Regions from separate parts of the Mus musculus genome. Here regions 1, 2, 3, 4, 6 and 7 are each linked to region 5. Evidence: chromatin contacts called from public Hi-C and promoter capture Hi-C data. All regions are on one chromosome and are shown on one strand. Each heading gives the region's core, a stretch centred on a gene start, on an enhancer-like site or on the middle of the called end of the contact. The rest is flanking DNA. Distances are from core to core; before and after follow the strand shown.

Region 1 (2,948 bases), core at 213-2,712, 1.5 Mb after region 5:
AAGTAAAAAAAAAGATTAAGGCTAAGTAACTTACTGAAGTTTTCCTAAAAGCCCTACTCCACAACAGTGGGATAAGAAGGGGGTAACTAGTATTCTTTAGACATCTTTGGACTAACTAGAACACAGAGAGATAAGCTGGATTAGTCAAGAATTCACAGTATTCTTTCGTCCCTTTTCTATTGGTTTCCTTACTAGTTTATAGTTAAATTTAGAATTCAAATAATTAACTAATCCCAGGTTCCTGTCACAATCTTCTTCAAATGCCTTCCTTTAAAATAAATAAATAAATAAATAAATAAAGCATCAACCAAAACTCCTTAATTTTAACTTCTCAGGCTTTCTTGAAAACTTCCTTGAGACTGGGTATGTTTTTCCCCTGAGTGCCTCTCCCTGTAAGCAACACACTCCTCCGTTACTTTTGTTATAAAAATTCCATTCATCTTTCGATGGCTAGTATAGGTAGACACTCGGTTTTTCTCATCTTCTAGGTGAATGTCAACGTTCCTCTGTGCACATGCAGCCCCACCCGCATCTCTCCTCTGAACCTGTCTGCCTGAATTCAAACTGCTTAGCGCTCCTGTCTTCCACCACCTATCAGCCTGAGGTGTCCCGGGAAGCACGAGTTCGTGTCACATCCGAACGCTGAGCAAGCGCAGGAAGGACAATCCTAAGCGGTCAAGCTTTCCATCCATCTCTGGTGCAACTGCTTTAACAGAGCCCTAGAACACACCTCTCTCCCGAAGCCAAGCCGCCACGGGGTGATTTATCGATGTGTAGTCAACCCCCACCCCACCTTACCCCATCCCCCAGCCGGGTCTCAGACCCACGGTGCACCCGCCAGGCAACCTTGTGGACCCTATCAAAGTTCACCGCCACTCAGGCCAAGTCAGTCAAATTAACAAGTGACAACAACTGACTGGGCAGCAGCAGGGGAGCTGCACCTACGTATCCCTTCCGCCCAGCGGTGCTATCCGGAGCCCAGGCACCTCCCTGTTTTCTGACAGGGACCCTGGCCAGGGACCAGGGTCCGGCAGGGCAAGGGGCCCCTGTCTGGGAGGTGACAGAACAAGGCCTCGAACCCCAGTCACCACCCCAGGGTTCGCAAGATCTTCAGGGAGAAGAAGACGAGGGCGGAGAGCGGCCTCCGGGTCGGGCTCCAGCCCGGCGTTCCTGACCGCCGCCCGCGGGTCTGGGGGCACGCGCACCCCGCCCCCGGCTCCGCGCCATCTTGGAGCGCTGAGGCACTCCTCAGGACCGCCCCGATCGTGGCTCCCGCGGCTACTCACCCGCGCTGCCCGGGGCCAGGCCCCCCGTCACCTCCGCGACCCCCGCCGCGGCCAGCAGAAGTAGCAGCGCGCTGCGCGGGGAGGCCCGGACGCTCGCCATGTCCGGGCCGGGTGGGTCCGAAGCCGCGGGATGCTCGGACCCAGCCTGGCCGTAGCAACCCCTGGCACCAGGCCCCGCCCCCGGCGCCTTGGCTCTCTGGTGATTGGCTGCGGCTCGCTGAAGCCCCGCCCCGGCCGCTCAGAGTTTTCAAAACCTCCCGGGGGGCGGCAGCGCGCCCTGGACCCTGGCTCTTTGTTATGGGCCAGCTGTGTGTCGCCTTCGGACTCGGGCTCCCGGGCTGCGGTCTTCAAACGGGAAGTCAGAGGCTGGAGACCCCTGTGGAATGCCTCTGTCCCGTGTCGGGGCACATAGGGGGTGGGGAGCCCGCAGCTCAGGGGCGACTGGCCTGCCGAGATCACTCTGCAGGTCCGTCTGATTTGCAAGGGCTAAGTCAAAGCTGAACTGTAGGGCGTGCACCCCTAGTTGAATCCTCCAGAACACTCTTACTATCCTGTCCAAAGGCTGCCTCGACCTAAAGAAGGCGTGTTACCTGGCCTCCCCTCAAAGCCAAAGGGCTCTGCTGAGGGCACGGATTCACAGGCTGGCTTCGCTGTTAATACCTATTGCACTCAGAGAAAGGGTCAGGGCAGCCTGTATGACTAGACTTAGAGAGCCTTGAAATTCAGAATTGGTTCGAGAGGATTTGGAGATGAATCTTTGAGCAGCTACTCCGGAGAATGTTCCAGAGGACCTAGGAATCAAAGCGAATTCATTGTGGAGAAACGCCCCCCACCCCCCACCCCCCCCTTTTTCCTGGCTACCTGGCCCTTGAACAGATAGCTCGTCCAGTTTAGAGACTTGCTGTTCAGAAGTGAAGCCAATTGCTTATTTCCAGATTCCTCTATTCAGGTCACTAACAGCAGCTTTCTCCTGCGACAGATGGTAACTATGACTGTAATGAAAAGAACAAAGTCTTGACACCCTCCTCGAGTCCAGATTGTACACTACTCCCGACTAGCCCCGTGTCTGTGGGTGAGGACATTTTTACTTCTGAGCCTCCCCCCCACCCCAACCCTCATGCTGGCCTTCTTGATAAGATTAATGAACGTATTGTGTTTATTTACTTATTTTGAAGACAGGATCTCATACAGCTCAGGCTGACCTTGAGTTTACAATGAAGCCAAGGCTGGCCCTGATTTCCTGATCAAGCGCACAGGAACCCAGTCTCATATTGTATTTAGAATGTCTCAGACAGTGCTTGACCCAGTGAATAATTGAGATATCTGAACTCAGGCCATGGGGCTAACTGGCTGAACGTATTTCCCACTCTGCCCCTACTACTTTGTGCTTCTTCAAAACAACAGACTTTCTTTATTAAAAACACTGAGGACAAGCCGGGCGTGGTGGTGCATGCCTTTAATCCCAGCACTTGGGAGGCAGAGGCAGGTGAATTTCTGAGTTCAAGGCCAGCCTGGTCTACAAAGTGAGTTCCAGGACAGTCAGGGCTATACAGAGAAACCCTGTCAACAAAACAAAACACCACTGAGGACTGTATTACATCGTTTCTGCCCCACCCTCTTCCCTTATCAACTAAGGCTTTACTTTCTGGAACAGTTCTAGGC
Region 2 (2,976 bases), core at 54-2,553, 1.3 Mb after region 5:
GTTACTGTTTTTAAATCTCAGAGTAAGCTAGGCATCTTGTTTTAAGTAAGGAAATAGGCTTTAAAAAGTTCAAAGTACACACATCCATCCAATTATTTGTAGAGCAAGGGCCTCATCTGATTTTAGCTGTGTTGTGTTTACTATATCACACTACCTTTAGATATTCATATTTCTGTAAATATATTTGTAAGTATTTAGCACAACATAACTTTTAGGAGGCATAGTTGTTTGTAAATTGTGTGGCACATTGACTACTGGATTGTTGTTTGTTTGTTTGTTTTTTGTTTTTTTGTTTTTTGTTTTTTTTTTTCCTGAGACAGGGTTTCTCTGTGTAGCCCTGGCTGTCCTGGAACTCACTCTGTAGACCAGGCTGGCCACAAACTCAGAAATCCACCTGCCTCTGCCTCCCGAATGCTGGGATAAAAGGCTTGCGCCACCACTGTCCAGCTGACTACTGGTTTTGATTACAGCATTGAGTGCACATAGAAGCTCAATATAGTTAGGTGACTGATGCTTAAGAAATTTAAAGCCAGGGTTAGCAAGTGCCTCTAATTCCAGCACTCCTGCGCCTGAAGGAGGCAGATCTCTGCAAGTTCAAGATCAACCTGTTCTACATATTGTTCTGGAACTGCCAAGGCTGTGTGTGTGTGTGTGTGTGTGTGTGTGTGTGTGTATGTGTATATGTGTATATATATATATATGTATATATATATATACACGTATGTATGTATGTATGTATGTATGTATGTATATAGCTTTATCCCAAAAACAAAACAAAACAAAACAAAGAAACAAAACTGGAAGGAAAGAAAGGAAGGACAAGAAAGAAACTTTAAGGCTGGATATGATGTCATGCACCTTTAACCCCAGTTTGGGAGGCAGAGACAGGCAGATCTATTGAGTTTAAGGCCAGCCTGGTCTACATAGTGAGTTTCAGGCCAGCCAGAGCTATCCTGTATCTAAAAAATAAATAAAATAATTTTTTAAATTGCTAAACAATACATTTAACGACAGACACTAATAAATACTTCTCATTTTCCGTGTTCTCCATATTCTTTTGAAGGTTTCAGGAATGAATATTAACTTTTAACTTAGTAATTACAAGTGCAATAGATTGAAACCCTTGTTTTAAAAATAAAGTTAAAAGTTAGATCTAACTGTACTTGGCGTTTTCCTATTTTGCTTTTTTTTTTTCCAAAGCTGTTGGCAGTTGAATTGAGATTTTTGCCCATGTTAGTCATGTGCTACACCCTCTAACTAGTCATGTTATACCCTCTAACTAGTCATATCGTATACTCTAATCCCTGGGGTTTATTGAAAAGTAAGAAGTATTTTAATTTTGTTTATAGTGTTAGTCTTACTCTACTTTAGAACAAGGCGTTCTACTGTATTCTTTAGGGGAGAACCAGAGAGTTTTCTCTACTCATTTACTGCCCGGGATAAGAAGCAGGTGGATCTTAAGAAGTCCTGAGAAATACTGATACACCGGCTCATTCTCTGTCAGAAAGAGCATCATTTGTTAGCTTCAGCTGTGCCTCTCCTCTTAGAAACCCTGCTGTGATGTAGACATTACTCAGCATCGCTCAGTGGTAAACAGCACTTCCTGTTCTTACCACGAAGAGTGGAGTTTGCATCCCAGTTCCCACTAAGACAGCTCACAAATGTTTGTAATTCCAGCTGTAAGGAATCTGAAATCCACAGACACATGTAATGAATAAAAATAAAACCTTATTACTACACGAGAAGGAGATTTCCAGAAAGCCATCCCCTTAGTCTAGTCTCCTGACTGGCTTTCCATAGATACCTTTTACTTTGCCTTCTTTCTAAATATTTTTAAATGATTGTGTGCATGTGTGTGGGCATGTATATGTGTGTGGGCATGTATATGTGTGTGCCCACCCCTGGAGCTAGAACATGGGCAATAGACCCTGAGAGCCACCTATATGAATAATGGGCTCCAAGAGCAGTATGTGCTCTTAAATGCCAAGCCATCTCTCCAGCCATTTATTCATTTAATTTGCTTACAAATTAACTTACTGATTTGTTGGGTTTTTTTTTTTAATAATAATTTGTTAAAATTTTGAGCCAAGGACTTGCTATGTTCAGCTGGTATAACAGGTCTCTGCTGCCAGGCTCAACCTTTTTGTTTTTTTCTCCTTTCTCAAAACACCCTCTGTTTCCTAGGTGAGGTTTCCATTTTCCAAGAACTCCGCTCCCCGTAGCTTTCCTTTAGGCATAAAGTAACTATTTATATTGTTAACGTTTACATATGGAGTTTGACATATGGCTCATTGTTAGGACAGTCGTAGCAGAGAAAGTATTGTTCTTTATCCTTACTCTTGTTTCTGATAGTTTTCACTAGCGTGGAGACAAGGCAGCTAGGTTGGCAGGGCCCCCCAAAGATCCACCTGCCTTTGCCCTCCTAACACAACCATACCTCCCTGCCTAAAGTGATTCTGGGGCTCAGACCCAGCTCCTAAGCTTGTAAGGCAAACACTTTACTATATATATTGGGCTATATCTAATTAGTAAATAGATTCTTCCCAATGTTGTGACCCTTAATTTCACTGCTACTTCTTAACTGTAATTTTGCTATTGTTAGGAATCATAATGTAAATATCTGGTAGCCAACCCTGTGAATGGTTGATAGACCCCCACAGGTTGAGAACCTCTGCCCTAGCCTATCACCAGTGTTAGTGAACAAAAGCTTTTGTCATTTATGAACTTTGGTGACCAGTTGTGTCACTCTGTTAAGTATCTGTGCTTTGTTCTTGTTTTCCTTGTGTTGGTGCAGAGGTCAACCTTCTTGTACCTTGTCTTTTGAGATAGGGTCTTACTGGCCTAGATCTTCTCATAGTAGATTACACTGGCTGGCCAGACACCCTGCTGTCTGTCTGTCCCCCAATGCTGGGATTAGCTTTGCTTTTTTTATGTGCTTTTTGTGGAGAGAGCTCTGTAGACTCCCATTTTGAGTTA
Region 3 (3,035 bases), core at 530-3,029, 1.9 Mb after region 5:
AGAGCCAGTGAAGAGAGGAGCCATAGAGAAAGCTCTGGGCATCCACCTCAGAGAATCCCAGTTGTCTCTAGTCCAGCTGCTTACCCAGAACATGAAGTGAAACGTCAGGATGCCCACACATGGCCAGACTGCTAAAGCACTCCTGGGAATGTGAAACTCTCCAGTAGGGACGGGAAGATTGCTCTTACCCCAGCCTTCTTATTTAGCATCCCTATACCTCGCTGCCTTTGAGGTAGAGTCTTGCTAAATTGTCCAGATGGGCCTTGCACTTACAATCCTCCCTCATAGTAGTTGGAATAATAGGACTGTGTCACCAGTTCCTGTACCCTCAGTCTTTGCTGGTGAAAAAAAAAATCTCCAATCTGTTCAATTCACATTATCCCATTACAGATTAAAAATCTAAAACAAAACAAAACAAAAAACCCAACAACAAAAAGTCTATATAGTGCTCTTTGCTCTAAAAGGCAGTGCCCTATGGTTTATTTTTAGGATACAATTCTCCCAGTGCTCTGATAGGTAGATAAAGCACAAGCCTCCTTCAGAACCTTTAATTGGAAAGTGGGTTATCATAACACCGTGAAACTGTCAGCCGCCATGCCTACCTCTCTTCCACGGGTCCCGCTCCTCTTCTCAACTGCTTATGTATTCTTCTCCATGCATAAGACAGAAATACTGGTCTCGAACTCACAAGAGCTGTTCCTGCCTCTGTCTCCCCTGAATGCTGGGATTAAAGGCGTCTAACACTACGCCTGGGTAGAATTTATTAATCTATCTTTAAACTCCAATCTTCATCCTAGCCTGTCAAGTCTGCCTGGCTCTTTAATCTCATCTAGTTTTATGTTACTAATTAGTTCAGCCTCTATTCCCCTGTGCAAGTAATTGACCAGAGTTGAAGATAAAGCACTGGGTGGTAGGTTCCACTTTCCATGTCAACAGTTTCAAAGTAATCAGAATGTACAGTCAGTTCACATTTCAGGGTTTCCTTCCTAAGGAGAGCACGAAACGGCTTGGTGTCTGGTCCACTAGACACTCTGTTGCTGCCGCGATTAACTCCTTGGGCCAAGGTTGGAGCCTCAGCAGCAACTTCTTTTTTTGCATACTGACACTAGTTGGGTTAAAACCCCACTTACATCAGACACTAAGTGGATGAGCTCCAGATTGAAAATCGATCGTCACTGGAGAGAGGAGTAAAAGTAACGGTTTCTACAATTTCTCAGCCCCCTACATCCATTATCTCTCTGGATCCTCGAATGCCCCAATAATGTGGAAAAACCAAGGAACGAGCCTTCATTTTACAGGTAGCCGGGAAGCGGTTGTTCTTGGTACTGTAGCGGCCCCAGGAGATTAAGGCCCAGGGCTCCCACAACCCACCGCCATACCGCACCTGCAAACACTTGAACAGCACAAAAGCCACGACGGCCGCGGTGTACAGAGCGCCCAAAGACAGCGATCCGGCCCGGGCTCGCTCGCGCTGATCCTTGGGTGGCGGCTGCCGCCGAGGTTCGGTGGTTCCCGGACTGACCTGGGAGCCCCGTTCTGTGGATTAAAGCCATCGGTCAGTTTCTACTAGGCAGTCCCAGCCTCCCTCCAGCAGCTCTCGCAGGTACCTGGGTGTGCCCCCAGATCGGCGCTGGGGCGCTCCCCAAGGACTCCAAAAGGCGCAGACACAAGCAGCAGCCCCAGAATACTCAACACGGGGCCAGCGCCCTCCATGCCTGGCCCACCAGAATCGCACGCCGGGTACCCCGCGTTCCAGCGCTGGGCCTCCGGCCGTAGTGCGCACGCGCAGGAGACCACGCCTACATCGGGGGGGCTGAGTCCCTTAAGGCGGCCACGCCCATCTCAGGATGGGTTTAAGCAATATTTGCATAAACCACGCCCACCTAGCGTTCCTACATTAATTAATGACCTATCTATTTATAGCTTTCTTAAACAATTATGTCTCCAGAATCTTTCAGGATAAAGTATCATGCCTAAAACAATGGCTCATTGTTTTTCTACCTAGAGAGACCAATTTTCTCACCATAACCAAAAAATTAAGCCTGTTGTAGAGTCATAAATTAGTCGCGCCTAGAAGCTAAGGCAGCTCGCTCTGAAGGCCTGTTTCCTAGGCTACATACGAGGGACATGTTCCTTATCCTTTCGCCTAGGGGAAAGTCCCCGGACCACGGGCAGAGAGTGCCGCGTGCACACGCGCGTAGACTTCCCCCGCAAGTCACTGTTAGCCCGCCAAGAAGCGACCCCTCCGGGGCGAGCTGAGCGGCGTGCAGCGGGGCGTCATCCGTCAGCTCACATAGTGACGCAGGCAGTGCGACCTGGCTCGCACCAACCACACGGGGCTCATTCTCAGCGCGGCTACACTTTTATTTATTTATTTTTGTTTGTTTGTATTTTGGTTTTTTGACAGGGTTTCTCTGTGTAGCCCTGGCTGTCCTGGCACTCACTTTGTAGACCAGGCTGGCCTCGAACTCAGAAATCCTCCTGCCTCTGCCTCCCGAGTGCTGGGATTAAAGGCGTGCGCCACCACGCCCGGCCACTTTTATTTCTATACAACCTTCAGAGCCAGATGTGAATGTACTAATTAGGAAATCAAGGTCACCCTTTCCTAAGAAAAGAAGAAAGAAAACGGAGACAAATCTGAATTCCTAATTTATTCTTTAATAGCTGTAATTCTTTTTTTAGACTGCTAGTCCAAAGAGAGCAAGACTGTGGGTTTTGCTTTTTTGTTTTTTTCCATTTTACTGTCCGAGCCTAGTCACTTGTTGCTAGGGGAACTTGAGGAAGTGAATGAAATTAATGAATGAATGTTCACAGCGACTCAAAAGGCAAATATACAACTAGGTCCTTCTGGGTCTCATGTAACCTGGGCTGGCTTCATTCTCATGTAGCTGGAGCTGGCCTAGAACTCCTAACCCTCCTGCTTCCATTTCTCAAATGCTGGGATTATGTAGTAGCAAGCACATAAGATTCACAGAGCTGCCAGATGTGGCACCACACTCCTTTAATCCCAGCAGTGGGGAGACAAAAGCAGACAG
Region 4 (2,905 bases), core at 59-2,558, 1.2 Mb after region 5:
GAAATGATTAGGACTGGAAATGACTCAGACTTTAGAATATTTCACAGATTTCCTTCTTGGACATAGTTAATCTGAAATTAGAACACTCTAAATGTTGTTTACCTTTTATTTTTAGTGTGTGTGTACATGTATGTGTGTGTGCATGCGCACCCAGATGTCTTTATCAAGTAAGCAATTTTGCTTTCAGCCCCTCTAAAAGTTTTGAGTACCTCAGAGCCCGGCCCTTGGGAAGCTAAGGCAGGAGGACTGGGAACTGGGCAGACAGCCTGTGCTAGTGAGCCTGTGCCTCAGGAAGCTAAGCAAAGAGGGTGTAACGTGGGCGTGAGCACAGAGAAAGGGAAGGGCCCCCCTCTATTGGACAGAGTCTCATGTGACCTAGGTTGGTGGTCAGTTCCTGAGCATTCTCAAGTCAGCCTCTCAAGTGCACGAATTAAAGAGTGTCTCCTGCTACCCAAATAGAGGCTACACTTTTAGTAGAATTAGTATCATAAATTATTAATCTGTTCTAAAGCGTCAAAGGGAATAATGTATAGTTAATATAGGACCATGAGCCAAAACATGTTTGCTATTATGGTACGTGCTTTGTGTTAATGGTTAGCGGCTCATAACTAACTCCCCAAGGCATGTCATAGGAAATTCTAATTTTGTCTCTGACTTCGAGCTGGCCATAAAGGAGAGTTTTGACCTACTTTATTGATACAAGTGGCAAGGGCCTTCATTCTCCAAATCTACGAGGAAGAGCATCCTTAAGAATTTGGAGAAAGTTTTCAACTAGCAGTAGTTCTCCAGATATACTTCACTGGCTACAGCATTGCTGCTGTGCAAATTAAGACGACTAGAGATCTGAGCAACCAGACGTAGACCTAATGATGTTAGGGTATGGTTGCCCATGCTTCAGTCATCCCACACAGTGATATCGATGAGAGAATCCAGTGGCCAGGCTTGGAGTACTTCCAAACAGAACATTTTTGTAGAGAGTTCACCCAGAGAGGGTAGGGAAGCTCTGTGTCCCTTGCCTCAGCCTATCATCTCTTTGTCCATATTCTTTGAAATATTCTTTATGATTCGAAGCTAAGCATGTTCTCTGAGTTCTGTAAGCCAATCAAGCAAAAGTGATCATACCTGGGAGTGGGTTGTGGGCAACACATTGTGTAGCTTGGTATTGAGAAGCACAGGTCTCAAGTTGAGGCTCGTGCCAGCCAGCATCTGACGTGGGAAGTTGTGCAAACCTAAGGCCAGCCTGCTTTACAGAGTGCAGTCTGTGCCAGCCAGGGCTGCATAATAAACTCTGTTTCAAAACAAGTCAGAGAGCTCTTCAAGTGCCAAACAAATAACAAGCTGTGTGAGGAAGGGTTCCAGGTTGGGGCTGAGCCCTAAGCCCGTGCGTGGGATCTGGCACTGTCCAGGGAGACAGAGAGAGCTGAGGTGAAGTACCGGTGGGCTGCCACAGCATGGCTTATTTGTTGGTAGGGAAAGAGCCTGAACTTTTCTGTGATTCTGAGATTGGAGAAAAACAAGTACCTTGCCCCCTTACTCAGCCGCAATATTTAAGCCAAAAACTGTTAAAACAGTAAAAAGGAAATGATAAAAGCCCAGGGAAAAAGTGTACTGATGCTGTAGGAGGGTTACCACTGCAGGCTAGTGTGCTGGCCAGCAGTATAGTCTGTTAAATACATTGCCTCAGAGGCTTTTTATAATAAGTTCTATTATTCCTTACAATGTTGCTACAATGGCTAAACAGTCTTCTCAGGTCACACTCAGTCTCTCACAAGGTCACACCCGCTGCTCCGTCCTCATTAGGAATCCTGATCAAGTAGGATGGGCTTTTTCCATGTCCATGCAAGGTGTTGGCGAAATTCATTCCCTCAGCTTGCGACTGAGGATCTGACTGACCTCTTACACTCATCCAGCCAGCAATGCTGTCATGTGATCACAGTGTGCCTCTCTGCTAACCAGAAGACCCTCTCTAGACAGCTCAGAGGAGTATTATATAATTTAACATAGTTGTAGGAATGAATGACATCACCTCATTTTTACCATGTTCTTCTAGCTAGAAGTTAGTCACAGGTTCCTAGTGTACTCCAGTAGGAGGGGATTCCACAAGAGCGGGGACTAGTTAGTGACCACCTCAGGGTATGCACGTAGTTGAAGGGGGAAAAATGAGATGGAGAATTTGAATAATACAGTTAGCAAGCTGATATTAATTAGTACCTATAATGTTTAACATGTTTTAAAATTTTAGCAACAACTTTATTGAGAGGTAATTCATGTGGCATAAAACATAACACTTTAAAATATATGTATGTGTGTGTTTAGTGTCTTTGTTTTGAATTACACTTATCATTTTTCCATGTGTGTGTGTACATGTACACATACCATGATGGAGGTCAGATGACAACTTTCAGGCATAAATTATCTCGTTTTATCACGTGGGTCCAAGAACCAAACTAAGATTGTCAGACTTGCTGGTAAGTCCTTTACCCACAGAGTCATCGAGCTGGCCTGCTTTTTAGGATTTTCAAAACAGTGTACAACTAGATCTTCACCATCTAATTTTAGAACATCCTCAAACTCTAACACATCCCCTCCCCGCCCTCCCCTCCATCCATTAACAAACAAACAAACTTAGGGTCTTAGTTAGGGTTTTACTGCTGTGAACAGACACCATGACTAAGGCAAGACAACATTTTCATTGGAGCTGGCTTACAGGTTCAGAGGTTCAGTTCATTATCATCAAGGTGGGAGCATGGCAGCATCCAGGCAGGCATGGTGCAGGAGGAGCTGAGAGTTCTACATCTTCATCTGAAGGCTGCTAGCAGAACACTGGCTTTCAGGCAGCTAGGATTCAAGTCTTAAAGCCAACACCCACGGTGACACACCTATTCCAACAGGGCCACACCTTCTA
Region 5 (2,853 bases), core at 165-2,664:
GAACTTATTTTAAGACTTGAGGGTTGGGTGCTGGAGAGGTTGCTTGGTCACTCAGTTAAGAACATACACTGTGCCGGGCCGTTGGTGGCGCACACCTTTAATCTCAGCACTCGGGAGGCAGAGGCAGGTGGATTTCTGAGTTCGAGGCCAGCCTGGTCTACAGAGTGAGTTCCAGGACAGCCAGGGCTATACAGAGAAACTCTGTCTCGAAAATAACCAAACCAAACAAACAAACAAACAAAAAAAGGGGCTGGGGACTTAGCTCAGTGGTAGAGCGCTTGCCTAGCAAGCACAAGGCCCTGGGTTCGGTCCTCAGCTCTGGAAAAAAAAAGAAAAAGAAAAAGAAAAAGAAAAAGAAAAGAACATATACTCTTCTTGAGTCTGGCACCCACATGGGACAGTTCACAGCCTTTAATAATTCCAGGATCAAGAAATCTGAAGCCCTATTCTGGCCTCTCTGGGTACTTATACACATGTGCTAACAGTAGAATAAATCTATTTTCTTTTAAAAAAGAAATGTTTTGTAATTTTTTTTCCTCTTAGGAACTCATTGACTGGATCTCTAGGCAAACTTCCTTAAAGGAGGCTTTGAAATACCAAGATTGACACTCCCGTTTGCTGACGCTAGAAGGCGTGGCCTAGGAGGCGTGGTTTCCGACAGCTTCAGAAACCTGTAAACACTAAGCAGGCTGGGTCACCCACCTGGAACGGTGTGTAATGGTGAGATAATCCCAGTCCTAAGAGGCAAGCTGGTCGCACATTCAGGAGTCTGCTGAAGAGCCTGCCCACGAAGGCTGACTTTGTCCTTTCTGTCCACTGACATTTATCGCCTGTGGTTCTGCAAATCAGAACCATTGTTCAAATGTCACAACATGGAGGAACCCACTCATGGAAGAGACGAATAACTTGCCAAAAGTCACTCAAGGGATGTCACGGCTATAATTCTGACCCGGCTCTCCTAACTCACAGCAGGGTTCTCCTTCCAAGACTCCACAAACTGTGTGTGCATCTAAGGAAAAAGAGGCTAGCTGTATGACCTCATGTACAACTCAGGTGTCCTGTGAAGTGCGGTGACAAAGAGCTCTCCACCAAGCTTTGAGATCGCCTCATCAGAAGCTTTCGCGCCTCCACGCACGCGCTATCTACAGCCCTGGATCTCAACAGACTACACGCTAAATGACGCGCTTGCTGTTTTGTGGAACAACGAGGCCACCGTATAACTTCAGCTTAAGTCAGGGGGGCGGGGAGACTAGCGGCACCCCCACAGCCTGGCAAAAGGTGCGACAAGAGTCAGTACCGGACCGGACGCAGTACAAGGCAGCTATAGCGCTACCCAGACCCTGAGCGAGGCAGGGCCCTGGTCACGTGGCTCGACGACGTCCCGCCCCGCCCCGCCCCGCCCCTGCCTGGGTCGGACCAGTCTGCGCCTGCGCGGGCGCGGGCTCGCTCGCCAGCCGTCCTGCGGGCTTGCGCCCCGGGCCGTGGGTGAGTCCTGGGTGGGGTGCGGTGGGGAGCGGAGGCCGCTGTGCTGCCCTAGCTTCGGGCCAGAGAGAAGGGAGGCTTGAAGCAGGGTCGCGGGCTGCCGAGCTCCAGGTCCTGCGCTCTCCACGCGTCCGGGTCCCGGCAGCTGCGGCCCGGCTCCGGCCGAGGGCCCTGTGGTGCTGCGGCGCGCTCCGGCAGGGAGGCGCCCACAGCTCGGGAGATGCAGGCCCCGGGGGATCGCGGTGGCCCGTGGTTCCCTTTGTCTGCCACCCGCGGGATCGCGGCGGCCCGTGGTATCCGGTGGTGCTGGCCATTCCGCCCAGCGCCTCTCCGTCCTCCCCGAGTGGGCAGATGGAAGCCTGGAGAATGCTCGTTCCGAGGCACCATGTTTCATCACGCAGGAAAGAGTCTAAGGCGGGCGGGTGGGTGGGCGGGCGTCAATTGTTCCCTTCTGTGCGGATTGTTGTAGCTAGCTTAGGTAGAGGATGGCAGCGCCTCGGCCATGTTTACGACTTTTAGCTTAACCTTTGTCTTGGCCCCTACAGGCTGCCCAGCTGGTCCTAGTGCCCACCTTCTGGTTGTCAGTTTTTACCTGTTGTCTATTGAGCAGAATGAATTGTGTGTGGAGTTACCGTACCAAAATGGATCTCCGGCGCCTTTGCTTTGAAAGGATTTGAAGACTCGGATCCAGGGCACATGAGAAACCAGAGTCGTCACCCTTAGCGTTTCTTAGGGCGACATGACACTTCTGACAAGAATTGACTCTAGTCTCCTTTGTCAGATAGAAGCTAAGATAATGGGTTTTTTTGTCACAGCTGTTGCTTTGCATTTGCAGTGGTAAAATCCTGCTGTAACTAGCACTTGAACCCTGCCTGACCCTGGTTTTGTATGCTGACTCAGACCTGCTGACTAGTGGGAATTCACGTCTTTTAAGAATTACAGTCACCCTTTGCCCTGTTTTTGGTCAAAGACCTTTGTACTAAGGTCATATCTGGCTTTTGCATATCCCTGTGGGCTGAAAGTTACATTGAGTATTTAGAATTTACACTGTGCTTACATCACAGAAGTTTGACCCTTATTGGATCAAAGTGGATTTTGCTCCCTTGTGTTAGGTTCGGTGCCTTACAGCAAACTAGAGCAGTCGTAGTAAATACATTTTATAGTAAGTTGCAAAAGATTATCATTTGGAAGTATTTAAATAGGAACCAGTTTATCAGAGTTAAGTTAGTGATCTGAGTGTTGTTATAAAACATGCCATGTTTTAAAGTTTATATATATATATTTGGGGAGGGAGGTTGGGGGGCTCTAATGTGCCAAGGCGCTTGAATGGAGGTCAGAGGACAACTTTCCAGAATTTTTCTCCCACCTCTC
Region 6 (3,015 bases), core at 69-2,568, 1.2 Mb before region 5:
CTGAGACCTGTCCCCAGGAACCATGTAAAAAGCTGAATGCAGCCCTCCTACTTGGAGATGGGAGGCATCTGATATATTGCCCGATAGCTCAGGGACAGTCAGCCAGGAATATGTAGCATTGCAGAAATAAGATGAAAGGAAAGAACTAACTTCTGAAAGTTTGCACACACACACACACACACACACACACACACACACACTCGTTAAAAAGTGACAAAAATGTTTTAGATTACCATGGACCCTTGAGGGCAAAGGTCCAACTGCTGCGGTTGTGCGCTGTGTGCTTCTGCCAGTGCAGCTCCAAGCGGGATGCAGGGGGAATTCAGACGTGGGAAACCCACAGCTCTAGGAAGAAAACCGGCCCAGGGCCCTGTGGTTCAGCAGGAACTAGAGGAAGGCTTTAGCGACTGCTGTTCTAAAGTGATCAAGGACTCACCAGAGCTGAGTGTGGTGGTGTAGTCCTACAATCCCAGCTCCTAGAGGCTGAGGGAGGAAGATGGCTAGTTCAAAGCCAACCTAAGCAATTTAGTGAACTCTTGTTTCAGAAAAAGAGGAGAGGTCTCACAGTGTAGCTCAAAGGTAGAATACTTGCCTGGCAAGCATATGCACGGTCCTAATGTTCAATCCCACCATCACAAATCATACACACACACACATTAAATTTGTTATAGAGCCTACCAAGAACTCAGCTAAAGTCTCAACTTCTTGTCTATGAAATGGGAGTATTATGACTACATTGAAGGCGTTGGTAGATCAAATGTAATAAATTGTGTTCTTAGTTAACAATATATACAATACCTACTTTGTGCCAGGTACAGTGCTAGTCTCCCTCCTCCCCCCCGCCCCCCACCAAACACATCACTACAAGACACGAAGAACACTTTCCAAGACAGGTGGTGTGGCGTGGTTATTATGAAAGATATGACGTCCTATCTTCCATATTCAGTGAGCACCCGGCTGAAAGAGGGAGCGGCTTGGACGCAGCGCCCCCTAATGGCAGCAGTGGGAAGGATCTCCCGGATGCGCAGCCGCCCTCCGCTCTCCAGTTCTCCCGCCGCCTGCAGAGCTGCGGTCCCGGCGCTCGCTGCGGGATCCAGCTTCGAGCCATCTGGGAGGCAGGCGCGATGACAGTCTCCATCTCAGCAAGGGGAAACTGAGGTTCGGGACCCGAGTCCCACCCAAAGCCTGCGGCGAGAGCGTGTCGGAGGCGAGAGTGTGTGCACGCGGGACGGGAACCGAGCTGCGGGCGACGGGCGGCGCACAGGCGGGGCCTCTCCGTCCCGCCCCGCCCCGACCCCGCCCGGCCCGGTCCCGCCCGCCGGGCTGCGCGGGGAGGCGGCGGCACTGGGCGCGGGGACTCGGCGGGCGGCGCGAAGCGCGGAGCGGGAGCCGGAGCCGCCGCCGCCGCCACCTGCGCGGCAGCCAACAAGGTAGGGTGGGACCGGGCCGGGCGGGACGCTCGCTGCGCCCGGGCTGCGGCTCTGTGGCGGGAGGGATGCTGTCCCCGGCGTCGCGGAGACCTATCCTCCAGACCCCCGCACGATCTCACACAAAGCTCTGCCCCGCTCCAGTCCTCAGTTTCCCCATCGGGATACTGGTGCGGCCGCTCCCTCAGTGGGTGACTAGGAGCAGCGACCCCCAGGTTCGCGCTCCAGAGGTTAGGGGCCAGTCCTTACCGCCCGCGCCTCTTGCGGCGGTGAGCGGCCCGCCCTGGGCGCGGCAGCCAGTCTCGACAGGCCCCGGTGTGGCCCAGGTGCCCCGTGGACCCGAGTCGTGATTGTTCCTGTCCTGGCTGGGTTACCCGCGGGGGCCTCAGCTTCCAGTCCCGGGAAACGGTGGAGGAGGAAGCATCCCTGAGTCCCTGCCGAGGCGACCTGGGCGCGCGGGTGGGGCGAGCAGTCTGCTACCCAGACCAGGCTCATCGCCTGGAGCTGGAGGAGGAGCCCCGCGCTGGCAATGGCCAGATCTCAGCCTCAGACCTGCCTGGACCCGAGCCGAGCAAACACCCACCTGCATTCGGGCAATGGAGAAGGACGTCCTGGTCCGCGCCCTGGCCAGCTGCCGGAGCCCAGTTCTGCGTACCAGCCTGGTGGGACAGGGTTGGTACTACCACACTCGGTCCTCAGTCCACTTGCCAGGAAAACAGTGTCTCCGGGGGTTGGGGGACTGAGCATGTATCTAGGGGTGCAGTGACTCCAGGATCTTTAAAGACCTCTGGTGTAGGGCTGGGAAGTTCTATAAGATGCCTTTTGATGAAGGTCTTATGTTGCATTCTTCTCGAGATGGGGACTCTCACTAGCGAAACTGGGGAATCTGGTCCCACTGTGGCTGCAATCCTGATAGTGTCCCTTAGCTAGCATGTGGCCCTTCTGTCTCAGAGCCTGCTCTTCTGCGAATGCTCCAGGGACTTGTTCATAACCACCTGTGCCTCAGCACAGGAATGTGTCCTTACACGTCCCTCGCCTCCAGACATCTCTTGAGGGATGTGGAGGGAGAGAAAGGCTTAAGCCCATCTCTGGACACTTCTGCCTCATTTCCTGACATCTGTCCCCACTAAGGAACAGGCTCAGCACCTCCTGATCGCCTGTCTCCCTCTCCCTCACCCAAGGACTTTCTTAAGGCTAAAAGAGGAGACCCTTCCCTTTCCCCAGGCCAGCGCCGGTAGTGAGCCCTACGTCATCTAAGTGTACAGGCAGAGGGCTGGGTGGGCATCATAGGGTGCTGTGCGTTGCCAGGGCCAAAGCAGTGTGGCAGGGGACCTTGCCCTGTGGCCCCAACCTGGAGCTTCGCTGCAAATGAGTGTTATTATCCCCTCATAAAGGGAGACTAAGTATAAGTGTGGCTGCCAGAGCCCAGCGCCAGCTCGAAAGCCTAAGTACCACCTGAGTCCCCTGTCATTGGGAACGTTTGTGATCTGGGAGGCTACAGTGATGGCGCATGAGCAGGCAGGTCCTGATTATTACAAAGTCATCCCGAACTTTAAAAATGTACTGTGGAGTTGTGGATTCTCTGACC
Region 7 (2,938 bases), core at 341-2,840, 1.1 Mb after region 5:
GTCTAAATAACTGTACACATCCCGTTTACCTTCTAGAAATTGGAATACAGAAAGCAAAAATATGATATCTCAGAACTCCTCTAGTTGGTGAAGAAATGGGGTATATGCAATAGAGACACTTTTCTGAAAAAAATAAGAAATTAGCTAGATATTGGGAAATTTGTGATTCTATTAGATAACTGTGGTACATGCCTTTATACCAGCACTCAGGAACAGAGGCAGGTAGGTGCATCTCTGTGAGTTAGAGGCCAGCTTGGACTATACAGTGAGTCCTCATAAAAGGCAAACTGAGGGTATTTTGCTACCAGTATGGTGTTATTTGAGCCATGCTATCACTTACTACAAAACACATTAACTTGCCTCTCGTGCTCATTGACACTGATCTGGTCATTTCAGATGAGAGTGCAGAATGGCTTACAACCTGGCCTTAGAATACAGTTGAGTGGCGGCACCCTTCTGCTCCTTTGCGGAGATTTCTGAGAGCAGCAATAGAGGCATTCATTCCCAAAAGCATTTAGGGACTAACCTGTCCATCTAGTTGGTTCATAATAGATAAAAGGGACAGAGCCACTGTTTCCACGAAGGTGTTTAAGAAGAAACAGAAGCCAAAACATGAACAAAAGTTGGGACTAAATTCTCTAGCCAACGTTTCAGACCCCTCTGAAACCCTCTCTTCCTCCTCCTCCATTAACCACAGAAATCTACCTAAGGTGAGACTAGAACACTCACTACCTCACCTTAGTGTGAGCTCCTGCCTTGGGATGAGAAGCAGGGAACTGCTCCCCTCCACACCCTTCTTGGCAGGAGCCACCTGGCTCCTCCATTTACTGCTATAGCCTCTGGGCGTCCTTACAATACGAGTCTCGGGCCACTTGCTTTAGAGGTGCAAGGTGAGGAAGGATTTGGGCTCTACAAAGGGGTTACACACATTTCTCTTTTAACTGGAATACCCCAGAAAACTGAGTTGAAAAGTGTAAGTGCCTCAAAGCCCATCTCTGAATCGCTTTTGCAGACAGTCAAAAGCACTGAAACAGAACTGGAAATTCCCATTATGGGAGCCTCCGGGGCGTCAAATGCTCTGTCAAACTTTATCAATTACCCGCTGAGCGGGGAATGGGGAGTGGGGAGCGCTCACGCCTGTATCTCCTGCGCTCAGGAAGGTAAGGCAGGAGGATCCAGAATTCAAGGACCACTTTGGCTACAAAGTGAGTTCGAGACCAGTGAGTTCAAGACGCAAGATACATCTCAGAACCCGAGACAAAAAAAAAAAAAAAAAAAAAAAAAAACTACCATCCACCATCTGTGAAAGCCAGGGTCGAAAAACCTAGACGTTCTCACAGAGAACAGTGCTGATGGGTGGAACCCCAGGGAAACTCCGTCTCCCGGCCACGCCCCACGAGGCCCAGAGTGCGGCCCGAGGACGGAAGAACTGACCTGAAGGGCAGCGGGCCCAGCAAGGACCGAACAGGACCGAACAGGACAGAAGGTGAAGCAGCCGGCTGCAGAGTCTAGCAAAGCCGGAACAAGTCGGTGGGAATTTCTGCAGGATTCAAGTTCCAGCAGCTTCCGCCCGCCAAAGGAATCAAACCTCGCGGGCCGGAAGAGGCGGGGCCCAAGGGAGCCCAGTCCCAGGGAGGTGGGGCGGGGCCGGGAGAAAACTGGGCGGAGCGATGGTGGGGCGGGGCGAGATAGGCTCAAACTTTTGATGGGATACTAAATGTGTAGGATGTCAAATGCTCAGGATCGGTGATGGTGAAGACTTTAAGATACTGACTTAAGCCTCAGTACATGGGAACGCCAGGGCCAAGAAGTGCGAGTGGGAGGGTAGGGGAGTTGTGGGGGGGGGAGGGTATGGGGACTTTTGGGATAGCATTGGAAATGTAAATGAAGAAAATACCTAATTTAAAAAAAAAAAAAAGATACTGACTGAAGACTTAAGGCCTTGCCTCCTTCTTTCTTTTTTTTTAAGAATATTTTTATTTTTTTAAAAATACCATTATTCTTCGACACTTTCATACACGTATACAATGTATGTTGATCATATCCACTTTATTCTCCCTTCTTGCTCCCCACACCACCCAAAACCCTCTCTCATCTTCACTTCCTTTTTTTTTTTTAATAGTTTGCCTTTACTAACTGCAGTGTGCATATCTCATAGGGACAAGGAAATTTTTTCCAGAAGACATTGACTTGCTAAGTTTTCATATTTTAATCCCAGCACTTTGGAGGCAGAGGCAGGCAGATTTCTGAGTTCGAGGCCAGCCTAGTCTACAGAGTGAGTTCCAGGACAGCCAGGACTACACAGAGAAACCCTGTCTCGAAAAACAAAAACAAAACAAAAAAAAAAAGTTTTCATATAATTAAGTTTTTTATGTTCTTAATTTTTCATTACATTCATTTATTCGAGTGCGTGCTTGTGGGAAGGGGGGCACGTGTCACTTCACACCTGTGGCAGTTAGAGGACAACTTTCAAGAGTTGGTTCTCTCTTGCCACCTAATGGGTCTAACTAATCAAGTCAAGCTGTCAACTTGGTACCAATTGCCATTACCCATTGACCCCTCTTTCCCCTGATCTTTTTCCCCCTTCTGGTTCATGGGAGGGCTCTCCCTGGCCTTGGCTATTCTAAGCAAGAGCTCTAACATTGTGCCACTTTTCCCTGTGCATCTCATAATTCTTACTAAAATCTGTTGCTATAAGTTATAAAACCTTAGGAACTAAATTAACTACCCATCAAGATGCTAGCAATGTGGCTCATGGGTAAAGATACTTGCCACCAGCCCTGAAAACCTAAATTCAATCCCCAGAAATCTGACTTCCTCATTTACCCCTCCCTGCAAACAAATACAGAAATGATTTTTGGAAAAAAAGAAAAAGAAAAAAGAAAGAAAGAAAAATTCAATGCGCCATAAACACCCAGTATGCCAATAGAAGTATTTT

Evidence for each region. Promoter capture Hi-C pulls out the DNA fragments that hold promoters and counts their contacts. A called contact is a pair of places that touch in the nucleus more often than the background predicts.
Region 1: a promoter capture Hi-C map of pre-B cells shows a contact between it and region 5, with 4 times the contacts expected there. The contact joins the promoter of Reck here to the promoter of Slc25a51 in region 5. A contact is called at or near these places in 2 of 39 promoter capture datasets (liver and pre-B cells).
Region 2: a contact with region 5 is called in a Hi-C map of CD8 T cells, with 2.9 times the contacts expected there. The contact joins the enhancer-like site here to the promoter of Slc25a51 in region 5. A contact is called at or near these places in 4 of 39 promoter capture datasets (the C10 cell line, liver and pre-B cells), 6 of 484 Hi-C or Micro-C datasets (CD4 T cells, CD8 T cells, centrocytes and 3 more) and 4 of 115 datasets of contacts at active chromatin or transcription factors (the 230-238 cell line, large pre-B cells, pro-B cells and 1 more).
Region 3: a promoter capture Hi-C map of liver shows a contact between it and region 5, with 5 times the contacts expected there. The contact joins the promoter of Ccdc107 here to the promoter of Slc25a51 in region 5.
Region 4: a contact with region 5 is called in a promoter capture Hi-C map of liver, with 2.8 times the contacts expected there. The contact joins the enhancer-like site here to the promoter of Slc25a51 in region 5. A contact is called at or near these places in 4 of 39 promoter capture datasets (the C10 cell line, liver and pre-B cells), 3 of 484 Hi-C or Micro-C datasets (CD4 T cells, centrocytes and muscle stem cells) and 1 of 115 datasets of contacts at active chromatin or transcription factors (large pre-B cells).
Region 6: a promoter capture Hi-C map of pre-B cells shows a contact between it and region 5, with 5 times the contacts expected there. The contact joins the promoter of Coro2a here to the promoter of Slc25a51 in region 5. A contact is called at or near these places in 2 of 39 promoter capture datasets (hippocampal neurons and pre-B cells).
Region 7: a Hi-C map of B cells shows a contact between it and region 5, with 9 read pairs. The contact joins the promoter of Melk here to the promoter of Slc25a51 in region 5. A contact is called at or near these places in 1 of 39 promoter capture datasets (pre-B cells), 1 of 484 Hi-C or Micro-C datasets (B cells) and 2 of 115 datasets of contacts at active chromatin or transcription factors (large pre-B cells and microglia).

Annotation. Positions count from the first base shown.
Region 1 is chr4:43,874,044-43,876,991 of GRCm38.p6, reverse strand. It overlaps Reck (reversion-inducing-cysteine-rich protein with kazal motifs), which reads right to left and starts at 1,462. Exons shown (of 21, transcript NM_016678.2): 1 at 1,287-1,462. The coding sequence starts at 1,386.
Region 2 is chr4:44,155,273-44,158,248 of GRCm38.p6, reverse strand. The region is part of intron 2 of Rnf38 (ring finger protein 38); the gene reads left to right. Among named protein-coding and RNA genes, the nearest start is that of Mir5106, 65 kb to the left of the region's middle. Within about 2 kb of position 1,303, at least 50 of the 459 cell types and tissues checked have an H3K27ac peak or open chromatin away from gene starts, as enhancers often do. A contact at or near this core is called in CD8 T cells and muscle stem cells, where this site is marked.
Region 3 is chr4:43,492,109-43,495,143 of GRCm38.p6, reverse strand. Ccdc107 (coiled-coil domain containing 107) reads right to left here and starts at 1,779. Exons shown (of 6, transcript NM_001037913.2): 1 at 1,608-1,779; 2 at 1,385-1,536. The coding sequence starts at 1,713. It also overlaps Rmrp.
Region 4 is chr4:44,178,319-44,181,223 of GRCm38.p6, reverse strand. All of the region lies in intron 2 of Rnf38 (ring finger protein 38), which reads left to right. Among named protein-coding and RNA genes, the nearest start is that of Mir5106, 41 kb to the left of the region's middle. Within about 2 kb of position 1,308, at least 21 of the 459 cell types and tissues checked have an H3K27ac peak or open chromatin away from gene starts, as enhancers often do. A contact at or near this core is called in liver and muscle stem cells, where this site is marked.
Region 5 is chr4:45,407,327-45,410,179 of GRCm38.p6, reverse strand. It overlaps Slc25a51 (solute carrier family 25, member 51), which reads left to right and starts at 1,414. Exons shown (of 3, transcript NM_001009949.3): 1 at 1,414-1,485. It overlaps Gm46852 (a long non-coding RNA gene), which reads right to left and starts at 790. Exons shown (of 3, transcript XR_001784277.2): 1 at 703-790.
Region 6 is chr4:46,600,232-46,603,246 of GRCm38.p6, reverse strand. Coro2a (coronin, actin binding protein 2A) reads left to right here and starts at 1,318. Exons shown (of 12, transcript NM_001164804.1): 1 at 1,318-1,430.
Region 7 is chr4:44,299,569-44,302,506 of GRCm38.p6, reverse strand. It overlaps Melk (maternal embryonic leucine zipper kinase), which reads right to left and starts at 1,590. Exons shown (of 18, transcript NM_010790.2): 1 at 1,435-1,590.